Regions from separate parts of the Zea mays genome. Here region 2 is linked to region 1. A link is a contact called in public Hi-C data. All regions are on one chromosome and are shown on one strand. Each heading gives the region's core, a stretch centred on a gene start, on an enhancer-like site or on the middle of the called end of the contact. The rest is flanking DNA. Distances are from core to core; before and after follow the strand shown. Region 1 holds the start of LOC100282196. Region 2 holds the start of LOC100281495.

What was found. A called contact is a pair of places that touch in the nucleus more often than the background predicts.
Region 2: a Hi-C map of ear shows a contact between it and region 1, with 2.2 times the contacts expected there. The contact joins the promoter of LOC100281495 here to the promoter of LOC100282196 in region 1. A contact is called at or near these places in 2 of 25 Hi-C or Micro-C datasets (ear and endosperm).

What each region holds. Positions count from the first base shown.
Region 1 is chr1:241,259,235-241,263,727 of Zm-B73-REFERENCE-NAM-5.0, forward strand. LOC100282196 reads right to left here and starts at 2,367. Exons shown (of 10, transcript NM_001155108.2): 1 at 2,124-2,367; 2 at 1,944-2,038; 3 at 1,491-1,655; 4 at 849-959; 5 at 659-759. The coding sequence starts at 2,280.
Region 2 is chr1:241,539,544-241,544,117 of Zm-B73-REFERENCE-NAM-5.0, forward strand. It overlaps LOC100281495, which reads right to left and starts at 1,738. Exons shown (of 4, transcript NM_001154413.2): 1 at 1,299-1,738.

The sequences.
Region 1 (4,493 bases), core at 1,117-3,616:
AATGTGATACTTCATGCATCTTGGTGGCAGGAGTCAATTGCAAAAAAAATTATTCAACATGTTGACAGAAACATAGGTAACAAACAATGAGGTGATGAGGTTTAGTTTCTCAATAGGATAATTCAACTATCCCATTTAACCAAAAAAATCATGAACACGTATAGACATCTTCAGAGAACTAATGTGGATGTTTAGCGCAATAGTTTGCACCCGATTAACCACTCAGATATATCTCCCACCTGGAGGATTCCACCACACACTAAAGAAAAAAGTTAGAAGCCAAGATTTAGTATGCATTCTCTCTTATACTTCAACATATCGCCCCGATTAACCACTCAGATATATCTCCCACCTGGAGGATTCCACCACACACTAAAGAAAAAAGTTAGAAGCCAAGATTTAGTATGCATTCTCTCTTATACTTCAACATATCGCATGTTTCAGCTTTCTGCAAGCTATTGGTTGATTCTGGGTCAATACCTAGCTCCTAGCTCACAGTGGGTGAGTCAAAGCAAAAAGTTTGAGAATATAAAGAACAAAACAGTTTTGGTGAACATAGCTATAAACATTGCTTTATATCCACTGGCAACATCACCGAAAATTTATAGTACTACTATGAATAACAGTGACAGGACAAGAGTTTCAGAATCGGACATACCGGTTTTCGCTTAAAGATAAATTCAATAGCTTTTGAAGACATGATAGACCTTCCCAGCAGATGCTATCATCAACTATATCATTTTCAGTTAGGAGCAATTTCTGCAATATAAAATTAAGTCATGTATTTACAATTATAGTTCCTTATGGAAGAAAATAACCCAATTCACTCAGTGGGAAAGAATAATTACATTTAGAGATTTAAGAGCAGAGATTTTGTGTGGAATTTCCTTGATACAGTTGTAGCTAATGTCTAGTATTCGTATCGAGGTGCCACAATCCCAGACTTCTTCAGGTATTACCTATAGAGAAAGACACCCACAAAAGATCAGTCCAACTTTGTTCAAAAGGGAATTGGTATAGGAAGATAACGTGGCGATAACAACTCAATATCATTGGATCTCATAAAGCAGGAAGAAGTGAATGTTGAGTGGTTAGGCAACAGTAGCATCAATGAACAAATAATTAAATAGGATATCTGTTCCAACATTTGGTGATAAAACTGTAGCACCAAACTGAGATGCCATAACTAATTCAGTATATAGTTTAGTTAGAGGTATGGGTACAAATCATTGTGTCAATCATGATCAGAAATATACAAAAGGATTCTTGCAAAATTAGTGTTAGACATTTTCTTCTAGCCTTTTAGGGTCTGCTTGCAAATTGTAATAAAGACAGTAATCAAACATATAATGGTATTTCTTCAAGACACTTCTATTGACCACGGGTAGATTTCTAGATTTCGCAAATTTGAATCACAATTATCCTATGTCAGCATGCATCCCCAGGACCTTCATAGAAGTGATTCAAATAAATTGGAATAAGATATGTACCTTCAAGTCACAGTCTTGCAGCGCAACAACACCTGTTAACTTCCAGCGCTCAGATCGGCTTTTGGTGACAACTACCTCTGGCTTTTGTGTTTGATTCTCCTTAACATTTGAAGGCCTTCTCACAGTTGTTGCTGAGCTACTGCTATTATTTGTGATAGGACCATCCTGTTTAAGAGTAGACAACGAAAAGCAGATTCTGTAAGCACTCCACGTTCAATGGTGAAATTAAGCAATTTACCCTATCGTCTATGAAACACTTGTCAAGTAGTAACAAGGTACAACTGAAACTGTCCTCCCTCCACTACCAGGTAAAAATCGAACTTATGCACACGCTCATGGACATCCTACTCCAACAAATTCAATGCTAAATATCTGAACAAACTAACATAATGACCACATCAAAGCAGCACAGGTATGGGGAATTAAGACAGATCGAGGTGATTGATGCCGTACCCCCTGATGGAGCCCCTGCGACGCGATGAGCATCACCTTGGATCCGCCCACTACTTGCATCGAGCTCAGGCTTGCGGCATCCTGGAGCACTTTGCCTGCGACCACAAGGGAGTCGAGGGTTGGCTACTATGGGAGCGAATCCGCGGACTCAAGAGGTAACAAGGGTTTGGGGATCGGTGCCTTTGCAGATGAGCCTCTGGCCGCGCGGGAGGACATTGGTCAGCGGCTGGAGGAGGCGCTTCAGCTCCGCGCCGGAAGCCGCTGCCGGGACCTCCACGGGGATCGTCCGCCCGGCGAACTTGACCTGGACGGTGATGGTGGTAGGCGCGGCCTCCATTACCTCTGTGCCGTCAGTCCGTCACAGGCACAGCCCACAAGACAAGACTCGAAGTCAGGATTCTGTTTCGACTCTACTCTGTTGAGAAACAACGGCCGCCCCCTTCCCTCTCTCCCTAGAGAAAAAAATGATATTTTACTGCTTACATTTTTTTACTGTCAACGGTCAAAAGAGGAGAGGATCCACCTAAGCTTTTATTGTAACTAGTCGTTTGACCGTGAGTTGCGACGACTTACAATAATAACCACGTAAACTATTCATCAAAAAAATTTAAGATTTTTTTATTGATTGTCTCCGCTCTTTAATTTGACTAACTGATGTTATTATTTACTCCATGCAATATGTCATGGTACAACACGGTCAATGAAATAAGCGATTAAAAGAAAGTCCACAACGACTAGCTAAACGAACAGAGATTATAAAATGACATAATTCCACCATACAGAGACCAAATAAGAGAAATTTTGTGAGCTCAAGTTTCTAAAATAAGTCACGTAATATTATAAGAACTCGTTTGGATCATTGGAATTGAATTCTAGTCTAATAATAATAATTTAGGCATAAATCAATTAAGTTAATATGATTTTATATAGAATATATTTGTGTATTTGGCCATATGAGGAAAATATTTATGTGCTATATTTTCACAGTAGGAGAGCGAACTAAAGAGCATGTTATAAATTACAGAGTAAAATCATAGCTTGGAGATACATAAAATCAATTTTCATCTATCTCCTCAATAAATTTGAGGTAGACATATATTTGAACTTTAGAAAGTGGTGAAATATCGAATTCCAAACTAAATAGCCTATCCTATTAAGAAAATTCCAATTCATGCGAAACGAAGCCCCTATAAGTATTTATATGAGTAGGATATGTGTATTTTACTTTTAAAGCGGTGAATATGCATACAATCAATATGTGGTACAACAATAACTCCAAAATAAGGAACCATGATTTTAACTATACATCTCATCAATTAGTTTCACAGACTTTAAAAATACTTTTCTAGTTCCTAAACTGGTTAACTAGTGCACGCCAGTAGTTAGTATAGTCTGTTATGTATTATTTTATAAGGTTAGAAATATGCAGTATTAACAAGCAGCTTAGACAACTAGAAATACATTTTTAAAGTTTATCAGCCTAAGTGGCATCTTATTAGGCTAGCTCCAGCAACAACCTGTCTATGGTTCTGAGCTCTAAATATAGCGTTTGCAGGCTACTTTTTGTGTCTAGCAGCAACCGCTAAAAGGAACTCTAAAGTAGAGGAGCTGCAAAGTGTCCGCTATCCGTGGAGGCTCCTCTATCCGGCATAGGACTAGTGTTGTGCACTGCAAGCACTGCTAGCAGCAGTACGAAACCACCTAGAACCAAGCAAAAGCAGTACGGATCGACTGCAAAGCAAGCAAAAGCAGCAGTACAAATATTGTTTACTTGTTGTTGGGTAAGGGAATACAATCTATTTTTATAGTTGGTATGCTGTAGAGGACAAAAATTAGAGGACGTTGCTGGAGACGGTGAAGATATAGATGATGAAATCTTTTAGAGAAAACTGTAAAGGACAGAGAATAATTCTTTAGATGATGAAATTTAGAGTACGTTGCTGGAGATAGCCTTTAAGGCTAGTGGCATTTAATATCATCAAGGATGTCCATAGAAAAAAATTAGTATTTGTGGGAAGGAGTTAAGTAGTGTGATGTCTATTTGAGCATTCCTGGTGTTGTCGAGGGCCAGCAACCTTCATTTTTTAAGAATTCAAACTTGTGTACGAATTTGCATAGATACCCTAATAAATTCTCAAAACACTTTTTAGATTATGAGTCCTAATGAAAGGCGTTTGTGCATTACCATAGCATGCTTGATTGCATGTCGATCCATATATCTCTAACAGTTTATTCATCTTAATATTTTATTTTAAACTTTATCTTATATATACACAATCTGTTGGTCATAGTCTTATAGCTCACGTAGTTGATTATTGGGTCTCACTCGAGGTAGGTTGCTTACTCCCTCTTGCCTATTTAGGCTGTTCTTTTTGAATTAAAGCCGGTTGTTTGGACTCATACAGTTGTAATCTATAGAGACAAAATTATTATAGAAATAACAAATTAAAGCTAAGCCAATAGACTCGATCTCAGTATAACCTCTCTAGTCAAAGCGAAACGTGGACAGCATCGCTGTAGAGCCCTTGTTCCGCAGTAACTTGATATGAC
Region 2 (4,574 bases), core at 488-2,987, 280 kb after region 1:
GCGGTCCGGACCATAGGCCCTAGCTAGCTAGCTGGTACTAAACGAAACACGCGTCGGATGCCCGTCGTGGACCGGCCGGACGACACGGCGCCTTTTCGGCTGAGCACTCGCAATCGGCGGATGGGGCGATGGTTAGCTAGCCAGACGCCGTTAAATTTTATATATATGCCATACTGGGTAAGGTTGCCGTCCGTAAGCGGCGCAGTTAGATTTTTTTATTCTTATTTTTCATGGCCATGACCACTACGCCAGCAAAAGAAAGTGAATTGTATGTAGGGGTATCCCTATCCGCTGCACGTAAATCACGAATCCGTTTCCGAGCGGATATTGAAAAAGAGACTTTAATTGTATTAGGGTCTTTTGACCATTCGTTATCTAAAAAACAGAAAATATATAGAGTACGTACGTACGTTCACAACATGCTACTGGGTCCCTCGGTTCTTTTTTTTATTTGTCAAGTTTTAGTTTAAAAAATGAACTAGCGGACGGTAAATATTTGAGAGGAATGGAGGTATTATATATCACGAAAAGTAGTTTTTGTAGCTCATAAGTATTTCAAATTGGTAGTTTAATACATGCATGTATTTTTATTATGGAAATATCCCTGCTCCTCGCGGTTCTTTCACTTCTTCCCGTTCCTTGGAAACTGAATCACAATAATCCTATAAAACTAGAATACTAGATGAATGAACGTACCAGAGCTCGATCTGCTATATATCCTTTCTACGACGATCGACGACGTTGCCAAGACTCCGAGCAGAATATATATATGAATCTCACGGTTTGTTTTAATTCCCAAAGGAATTTTATTAGCATAGTTACATAGCGCGGCCGGTTGAATTCAGTAGCTAGCTAGTCCTCTATATGAAACTATGAAAGCTAAGCCCACTATCAATTGGAGGACAATTACTAAACCTAAAGAGACGTACACGTACGTGGTGCTGCATGCATGCATGCATGAGTACATACACACGGGCCTGTTTGCTCGGAGCACTTAGAACCTAGGCAAGAGGGTTCTCAGACGACGACGTTGGATTTCGGTGGCCTGGACGACCTTGGCTAGATACAAACCTGCCTCTGGCAAGCACACAGCAAGTGCGAGCGGTCCCTAGCTACATATGCGTGTGCATCTACGTACGCCCCCCGTATGCGTAAAAAAGTGTTCTCAAATAAAATTGGGAAATTAAAACAACACGCATAAAGTAAAGGGAGAGGTCTATATACCGCGCGCTGTACATGTACTTGCGAAAGCAGCAGCAGGAGAGAGAGAGTGCAGGGAAATCCGGAAGAAAACTTACATTTTGCTCGGAGTCTCAGCTAGAGATCAAGCAGATGAGCTAGCAGCTGCTAGGTGTCGGTTGACGCCACGGGAACCACGCCTCTCGATCGCTTGCCGCCGTGTGGAGATCGAAGATCACGTACGGCCGGAGGTCAGCACTCAGCAGCACCATCCATGTGCGTGCATGCGTCGAAGAAGAAGAAGCAGCAGCAGCACTGCGCACAGCCTCTCTTCACAATTCAACTGCAACGTACGCGCGGACTCGTATCTCCGGTGATTCTGGATGCGGATTTTGTATGGGTTTCTGTGTGGAGAGTGGAGACCCGGAGACGACGTCTACTAGCGCTGCTGCATGCTAATCGACCGGCTTCGGCTAGCTGATTGGTTGTCTGGAGGAGCTAGTTTTGACGTGGCAGCGGCCTAGCTAGAAGGTCTCGACTCTCTGCCGCGCTGGCGCTGGGATGGCTGGTGGCCGCCGTGGGCGTATAAATAAGCGGCCGGGAGGCGCCGCCCGTGATGAGCTGTACGGCTTGGAAGTGCTCTCTTAATTTCCGCTTGTACTTTTCCCATGCGTGTGACTAAGCTCTGCTTACGAACACTTGGTGCTAACGGCCCAGCAGCTCGTTGTCTGACAACGAAACGTTTGTTGGGGAGAGATAGAGAGAGAGAAAATCGGTGGCCTCTCAGCCAGATCGAGAAGCTCTACTCATTAGGGGGCGTATTTGTTTGCTTGGACCGCTATCCTCAGATGCGCACCATACACACGCCGGAAATGATGCTTTGTTTATTTCTTCCTATTTCTCAGCAAAGACAGACTCACGTCAGACCGTACGTCAGATTGTGCTTTGTTTGCCTGGACTGTGCCATCATCCTAGCGGACCAAATAACTAGTAGCTAGCTAGCACTTTAGAACTATATATATCGTTTATTTGTTATTTGGACATGATCCTCGTGCACCATACACGCCGGAAATACAGATTTGGAGAGCAATAGACAATACATTACAATGTTCCAACAATTAGGCCTGACGGTGCTCTGACGGTGCCTCGGCACTAGGGGTTGTCGGGTGGTGACGGTGTCAAGACGTCTGGGTGTTGGAGATGGATTTATGGTCAACGGGGCGGTGTGACGACGTAAACACTACTAAAAATCACCCTAATGTCACGACAGATATTGCAACAACACTATTTTTGTTGCATTAAGTGTCAGTTATTGCTACAACCTTTAAAAGTGGTTGCACTATATGGACCGTTTTGCCACTATTTTTGTTCATTGCGATAACCATGGCTTCCGTTGTAAGAGAAAGATGTTATTTTGCTACCACTAGAACTGTCGTTGTTGCAAAATCACCCTACTGCCACACCGCATATTGTCACAACACTAAATTTGTAGCATTAGTTGTTAGTTATTGCTTCAATCTGTAAAAGTGGTTGCAATATATGCAACTTTTTTGCCACTATTTTTGCATTTTTCCAATATTTTGCTAGTCCTCAGTAATTTATTATCTATGTTATCACAATCCAAGCAAGTATGAGGATGTTGTGATTATTTTTTTTTGATGATAAGGATGTTGTGATTATGACCGGTGTTATCAAATTAATTTGTATTTGGTCACTGTTTATTTCGTGCAACCTATTTGTTACCACTTATGGTATGGATATAGTTAATATATGAGACAAGAGACAAATATTAGGTTGTCAAATTTGGTTCTGACATTACAGATGCACAATATAATTCTTTTGCATAACATTTTTACCCAATAGAAATGCAAAATGCATCGTCGTATAAATTGTGGGTTTGAATATATGTAAATGCAAAGGTTTTATTGGTTGTTGTATGGTTCAGTTGTATGATTTTGTGGTTGCGACATCATTAATTGCAATGATTTTTTTGTTGCAATAAGATGTAATTACCATGAATCTATTTCGTTGGGACTTCAGTAGTCGCAACATTTTCTCCTTGATGCAACATCATTAGTTACAACGATGTTTTTTGTTGCCATAACGATTCTTACCACAATTTTTTTTATAGTAAAAAGGTCATATAGCCACGAGACACATTATGTTGCAAAATGATCAAATCCAACGAAATTATTTGCATTGCAATACATCTTGTTGCCACGAGTCGCTTGTGTGGCACTAGTGTTTTGTTGCCATGAATCACCTTGTGGTAACAAAGCCATTTGCAACAGATTCAAACATAGCATTAACACTTATTACCATGAAATATGTTGTGACAATAGAGTTTTTGGCAATTATCGTAAATGTCACAATATAACTTATTGCAACAGAATAGTCCATTGTAACAATGAACAACTACAACACTTGAATATGTTGCAAAGGATGTAGTAATTGCAACAGAATGTAAAATTGTTGCTATAGCCTATTGCCACTATGTTTTCTGCAACGGTAGGCAACAACAGTTGTTCTATCACAATTGGCTGGAATGCGCTTTTCACGATAAACTTAGCACCAAGCTTGATTTAGGGAGTCCCAACGAGGTTGGTAAATGTATAGATGAAATTGAGTTTTGTTGGGAGTTTATAAATTTAGAGACCTGCTTTACATAACTTTTAGAGAAGAGTTATTATTGAAACTTCTTAAAGTAGCATATAGCCCATGCTAACGCTAATATCTCAGGAGGGGAGGGGTCGACAACGACGGTGGTGCAAGGCAAAGGGTTGATGGCGATGACAGTGGCGCGTGTGAGTGGGAGGAGGGCAAGGTTGGGGATAGTGGGATCATAGGGGAGAGATGAGGGATGATCCAAATAATATTGTTCAATGAATTTGAGTGAGTACGGGAGAGGGTGTTATCCACCGATCTAAACGTTGGTTTTGATGGTGTGTTAAGTCTGGGTGCAATTTGTTTGGCGAATTTAGTGGAGGTTATGGGTGTGGGGCTATTTGCTTGGGTGGATTTAGCAAAGTTTAAACTGGAGGATTATATTGTGGTACAGATTCATATTTAGGAAGTTGTTTACATAACTATTGGAGATGCTCTAACTAGTCCACTAACAAGCACTACAATTGTTTGACTTCATCCATATTACACAAACTAACACACAAAGCATCATTTTGACTATATTTTTTGTAACAAATACCAGAGCGCAACCTTTATTTTGCTTTGCAGCTAAGAAAGTAGAAGGATTAGGGTTTTTAGGGCTTTGGGTTTAGGGTTGAGGTTAGGGATCTACGCAGTGATTTTTAGAGCGGTGGTCTAACTAATCTAAGCACTTCATTAGGCATCTATTCTAATAATCGAGTGATTCTTTGAGCACTTGGGTGCATAGAGCT